Linked DNA regions of Mus musculus: region 2 is linked to region 1. The links are chromatin contacts, called in public promoter capture Hi-C maps. All regions are on one chromosome and are shown on one strand. Each heading gives the region's core, a stretch centred on a gene start, on an enhancer-like site or on the middle of the called end of the contact. The rest is flanking DNA. Distances are from core to core; before and after follow the strand shown.

Region 1 (3,082 bases), core at 312-2,811:
GCCTGTAATCCCAGCACTTGGGGTGGGAGAAAGAGGATCAGGAGTTGAAAGCCATTTTAGGCTGCATAAAGCCCTGTCTTAAATACAAAACAAAGCAACAACAACAAAAACCAACTTAACTATAATAACAATAGCTTAAAAATCAAAGCTGTCCTATCTCCTGCTCACGGTCATTTTACCAACCTCACACGCTGCCTTTCCAGACCACATCTGTAGCTCAGATCCCATCTATTACATCATTCTATGCTGTTGCCTCAACCCCACCCATGTCTAAGCTCCTCTCTGAGCCTTAAAAGTTTTGAGTGCTTTGGGTTGGGCAAGGAGGCTCAATGGAGTAAAAGCCCTTTGCCTGGTGACCTGAATTCCATCCCCCAAACCCACATGGTAGAAAGAGGGAATTCTGGGACCTGGTGCTGGCCACAACTGCCCATAAGAGGTGTTGATGATATGGCAGAGGCAGGATAGAATAGGAGTTTTGTCTCACTTGTTTATCGGTATCCCGCTGGGGCCTACGTACCTGTCTTACCACACATGCTCTATAGACGACTATTGAAAGGATGAATGAACGGAAACTTCCCAAAGCTCCTACTCTGAAGAGTAAGCTTGCTGGGTATGAACGTGTGACTGGAGCAGAGTGACCTGCTTATATGCTCCACAGGATACACACACACACACACACACACACACACACACACACACACACACACAAATAATTGTAAAACTAAATGTTAGGGCTGGAGAGATGGCCCTGAGTTCAATTCCCAGAAATCACATGGTGGCTCACAACCATATACAATGAGAGGATCTGGCGCCCTCTTCTGGCATACAGGCATATATACAGGCAGAACACTGTACATAATAAACAAACAAACAAATCTTTAAAGAAAATAAGTTGGGGAGGGGTGGATAGACAGCTCAGTGGTTAAGAGCACTGTCTGCTCTTCCAGAGGTCTAGAGTTCAATTCCCAGCAACCACATGGTGGCTCACAACCATCTGTACTGGGATCTGATGCCCTCTTCTGGTGTGTCTGAAGACAGCTACAGTGTACTCACATACATAAAATAAATAAACAAACCTTTTTTTAAAAAAGAAAAAAACGAGTTTTGTTTATTTGTTTTGAGACAGGGTTTCTGGCTGTCCTGGAACTCGCTCTGTAAACCAGGCTGGCCTTGAACTCACAGAGATCTGTCTGCCTCTGCCTCCCAAGCGCCGGTAAAGGTGTACACCACCATAGCCTGGCAGAAAATAAGTTTTAAGTTTTAGTTCTTTTCCCCACCCCCTTTTTCCACGCCATCTCCAAGTCTAGCCTCAGACTCTACCCCAGAACATCATATCCCACCCTCTCTCAGTGCCATCTCTAAAACTGCCCCAACACCCTTACATCGGAGTATGCATATTCTGGGCACTCTCTCCCGCGCTGCACACCGCTCAAGCCCCGCCCCATTCCTAAAGGCCCCGCTCTCCGAAACCCAGACGCCTCCCATTAAAACGGAGGTCCCTCCCTCCAGGTCCTCAAGCCCCGCCTTCAATTCTAGGCCCCGCCCCAGGCCCCCGCGCTGCAGTGCTTGCTCCTCTGCGGCCCCGCCCTCCCCCGCGGAGTGGAGCAGAGGGCGGCGGCGGTGGCGGCGGTGGCGGCGGCGGCTGCTAAAGCAGCCCGGGAGGATGGCGGCGGCGTCGTCGACGCGGCGGAGATGAGCGCCCGTGGCCCCAGGCCCAGGGCGGCGCGGCCGGAGTGGGCGGGGGTCCCGATGCAGGCCCGAGGGGGGCCATGGGGCAGGTCCTGCCGGTCTTCGCCCACTGCAGTGAGTATGGAGAGGCTCCGGCCTGGTGTGGGGCACAGAAAACCGCGTGGGGTCCTCCTAGGGTCTCCATCTTCCGCGAGCGGGCTCGAGGGAGAGCCGGGAAGCCGGGAAGGAGACAAAGGAATCCTTCCCCTCCCCCCCGCGCTTTGGAGGCAACTGGGGCATCCTGACCCGGAGGACCCGGTGCAATGGGGTGGAGGGGGGGTCATCGAGATCGCGTGTTGGGGGTGCGCGCTGGGCGCTGGATTGGGTCGCCCCGCCCAGTGTGAGAAGGAGCAAGCTCGTGGGGAGCTGTCCCCGGCCCTGGTGCTGGCCTCAGCTGACGGGTTGAGTCAGGATGAAATAGAAGGATCCGACTCCCCTCGGCACACATTTTGCATCTCACCCTCATGATCTGCCCAGAAGGCACTCCCAATATCACCCTGGGTGTCCGACCCCTGTCCTAAGAAAACAGTCATCCCTGGCTTCGTTCCAAGTCTGAGTCTTTAGCGGGCTTTTCCACTCAGTAGTAACCCTGCAGAAGATCACACTCCTCTTCAGGCCTCTGGTTGCCCAGGTGAGGAAATGAGACGGAGGTGCGGGGTAGGGTTTCCATTTTCGAAGGCTGTCGAGGCTCTCTTGTGTGAAGAGCCCCTAAGCTAGCTCCAGGGGCTGGCTTCCTGGTTCCAAGCCCCTTGTGTCATCCTGCTCCACTCTGAGACATCGGCTCTGGCAGTCGGTGTTTACCCGTGCGTCCCACACAGGGTAGTTCTGACAGCTGGGGATGCCGACGCTAGCAGATCTAGCCACTTGCACGTCTTGGGTATCCAGATGCCCAAGTTCTGAGAATGTGCCACTCGGACATTTTTAGTTTCATTCCCCTCCTCCTAGCGCCCAAAGATCTCGTCTTCAGCTGAAATCACCAGGGGGAGACCCTGCAGGCCTGTCCCCAGCCAGCCCCACCTCTCTTGTCCTTATCTATAATCTGCCCCCTTCCTCCATTCACACCTTCACACCCCTCTGTTCCTGTCCCAATCACAGTGCCTACCTCAAAAACTTTGTACTGACCTTCCCCTCTGTCTGGAAGGCAGAACCCGAGGCATCTGAGGTCTGATGCCATCAGAAAAGCTTTGGGGACTATTCTGTGTCAAGAGGAACTCCATCCCCCTTACCTTGTTTGACTTGATGTTTTTTTGTTTTTGGTTTTTTGTTTTTGTTTTTGTTTTTGGTTTTTTCGAGACAGGGTTTCTCTGTATATCCCTGGCTGTCTTGGAGCTCACTTTGTAGACCAGGCTGGCCT
Region 2 (3,082 bases), core at 431-2,930, 140 kb after region 1:
TCACACACATGCACATATACATGCCTTTTCTGATTTCACTCCCTAAGAAGGTTCCGACCATTCCCCACCCTCGCCCGTTTTCCCATCCTCACTTTCCAGCCCCAGACCCAGCCCTACCATTCAGAACTCACCTCCCCCATTTACCAAGCCCTGTTCCCATCCCCAGGGTCTGAAACCAGCCCCCATCTTTGCCCAAGGCCTTTCTGGGCAGAATTCCTCCTGGTTGTTTCTCCACTCTCACGCGCCTACCCCCACCTATGTCCTAACACCTGGTCCCTCACACACACACACACACACACACACACACACACACACACACACCCCAGACTGCCTTTGGAGTCCAATTCCTGGTGTCCTCTCCCTTTCTCAGATTGAGGAGATCTTCAAGAAGGCTGGTCACCCCTTCATGTGGAACGAGCACCTGGGCTACGTGCTCACCTGCCCCTCCAACCTGGGCACCGGGCTGCGCGGAGGCGTGCACGTGAAGCTGGCGAACCTGAGCAAGCACCCCAAGTTTGAGGAGATTCTCACTCGCCTTCGTCTGCAGAAGCGCGGCACAGGTGCGGCCCGCCCCGCCCCGCCCCGCCCCGCCCCGCCCCGCGGCGTCTGGGGAGGGATCTACCGAGGAGGGGTGTCCCTGCAAGTTCCGGGATTAAGAGTATTTGATGTGTATTTTACGTACATCCCCGATCCTCTATTGGCGGCTCAGATTCTCTACCTGTAAATGGAATGGGGTCAGTTTGACCGCAGGCTGACAATCTTGGTTTTTTTGTTTGTTTGTTTTGTTTTTCGAGACAGAGTTTCTCTGAGTAGCCCTGGCTTTCCTGGAATTCACTCTGTAGACCAGGATGCCCTCGAACTCACAGAAATCCTCCTGCCTCTGTCTCCCGAGTGCTGGGATTTAAAATGTGCATCACCATTGCCCGGTATTTTTTTTTTTTTTTTTTTTTTTTTTTTTTTGGGTTTTTGAGACAGGGTTTCTCTGTATAGCCCTGGCTGTCCTGGAACTCACTCTGTAGACCAGGCTGGCCTCAAACTCAGAGATCCACCTGCCTCTGCCTCCCAAGTGCTGGGATTAAAGGCGTGCGCCACCACGCCCGGCTCCGGTATATTTTTAAAATTAAATTTGTCTGTGTGAGAGAGAGCACTCCCACTTCACGACACTTGCATGGATGTCAGAGGACAACTTTCTAAAGTCAGTTCCTGCCTTCCACCACGTGAGCCCTGAAAATTGAACCCGGATGTCAGGTTTAGCAAAAAGCATCTTTACTCACTCAGCTATTTCGCTGGCCTGTGCTATAATTTCTTGTTGAGCTGAGACCTCACCCTAACATCCAGGCATACAGGGCCTAATATCAATAACTGGTGACTTGTGAACAGCAACTTTCCGAGACGTTTGCACTTGGGCACAGGGTCGTACCTGCACCTCTGCTCCCTGTCCAATGCCTCTGTGGCGTTTGCTCCCGCGCAGGTGGCGTGGACACGGCTGCGGTGGGCGCCGTGTTCGACATCTCCAACGCCGATCGGCTGGGCTCATCCGAAGTCGAACAGGTGCAGCTGGTGGTGGATGGCGTGAAGCTTATGGTGGAGATGGAGAAGAAGCTGGAAAAGGGCCAGTCCATCGACGACATGATCCCCGCGCAGAAGTAGGCGCAGGGCGTGGCGCACCAGCCTGCAGTGTGCGCTGGTGCCCCGCCTCCTGGAAGTCCAATCATTGGGCTCTGTCCTCTGGGTTCTGGCCAATGAGAACCTGCCTCTCCGGAGCCCCGCCCACCTGCTTCTCAGGCGCTCCGGAGCGCCGGCTGCTTCTCCATGCCCTGCCTTAAATAAAAGTCCGTGATGGCCTTAGCTGTGAGTGTGCCAGCTACTGAGGGAGGAGGAGCGGGGACTTACCTCTTATGCGTCTCACTTGGCGTCCTGTCTGTCTTCCGTCCTTTCTAACTGCTAAGTTATTGCTGTTTTGAGACAGCTGCTCTTGTAGCTAAGGCTGGCCCTGAATTCCCTATGTAGCTGAGGATAGTCTTGAATTTCTAATCCTCTGCTTTTCAACTTCTGGGATTAGAGGTGTGCGCCACCATGCTTGGCACAGGTATGCACAGGTACACACACTTGTGACAGGCTAGACGAGGGCTGTGGGTGTCTTCCTCTGTTATTCTCAAATTATTATTATTATTATTATTATTATTATTATTTTTATGCAGCCCTGGCTGTCCTGGAACTCACTATGTAGACCAAGCTGGTCTCGAACTCATAGAGATCCATCTATCTCTGCCTATTGAATGCTGGGTCTAAGGGCATGTGCTACCACACCTGGCATCCACCTGTTTTGACAGTCTCTTCGCTGAACCTGACACTCACTGTCTCAGCTAAGTGAAGGGTCACCCAGGACCCAGGGTCAGCCTGTTTCTGTCCACATGCTGGGGTCACAGGCGCATACCCATGCCTGTCATTTACTTGGATAATGATGACCCAAACTTAAGTTCTCTTGATAGCGTAAAACAGGGCTGTCATCCACTCAGTCATCTCCTTTACCCTTGTTAAACACGGGCTATCCCTATATACTTTAGGTTGGCCTCAAACTTACTATGTAGCCCAGGCTGGCCTCAAACTTACATTAACCTCCTGAATCTGCCTCCTGAATTCTGGAATGGCAGGCAGATCCACCATGCCCAGCTTAGCCGGCAGTCGGTAGAGGCGGCTCACCAGGCGAAAAACGGATCCTGCACTAACCTGACGTGTTTGGTCCCAGAACTTGTGACAAGGCAGTAGAACCAACTCTCAAAACTGAGTTCTCTTGACAAAAGTGTTCCCTTTCACAGATACTACATCAAGTGAAATAATGTTTTAAAAATAGGCCACAGTTCCCATCTGCAGTTGGTGATCCTTCCAGGTCAGGATCTCACGTAGACCAGGTTAGCCCTCAAACACTATGTAGCCAAGAAAAACCTTGAGTGTTTTTTGGTTTTTGTTGTTTTGTTTTTGAGACAGGGTCTCTCTACATGTCATTGTTGTCCTGGAACTCACTACGTAGACTAGGCTAGCCTTGAACTCAGAGATCTGCCAGTTTTTGCCTCCTAAATAT

Evidence for each region. Promoter capture Hi-C pulls out the DNA fragments that hold promoters and counts their contacts.
Region 2: a contact with region 1 is called in a promoter capture Hi-C map of second pharyngeal arch cranial neural crest. The contact joins the promoter of A930016O22Rik here to the promoter of Rtn2 in region 1. A contact is called at or near these places in 6 of 39 promoter capture datasets (the C10 cell line, cranial neural crest, embryonic stem cells and 3 more), 5 of 115 datasets of contacts at active chromatin or transcription factors (effector CD8 T cells and embryonic stem cells) and 2 of 9 other capture datasets (adipose tissue and liver).

Annotation. Positions count from the first base shown.
Region 1 is chr7:19,281,063-19,284,144 of GRCm38.p6, forward strand. Rtn2 (reticulon 2 (Z-band associated protein)) reads left to right here and starts at 1,562. Exons shown (of 10, transcript NM_013648.6): 1 at 1,562-1,803. The coding sequence starts at 1,770.
Region 2 is chr7:19,419,737-19,422,818 of GRCm38.p6, forward strand. A930016O22Rik (RIKEN cDNA A930016O22 gene) reads right to left here and starts at 1,681. Exons shown (of 2, transcript NR_073015.1): 1 at 1,421-1,681. Ckm (creatine kinase, muscle) reads left to right here. Exons shown (of 8, transcript NM_007710.2): 7 at 371-560; 8 at 1,472-1,847. The coding sequence ends at 1,650.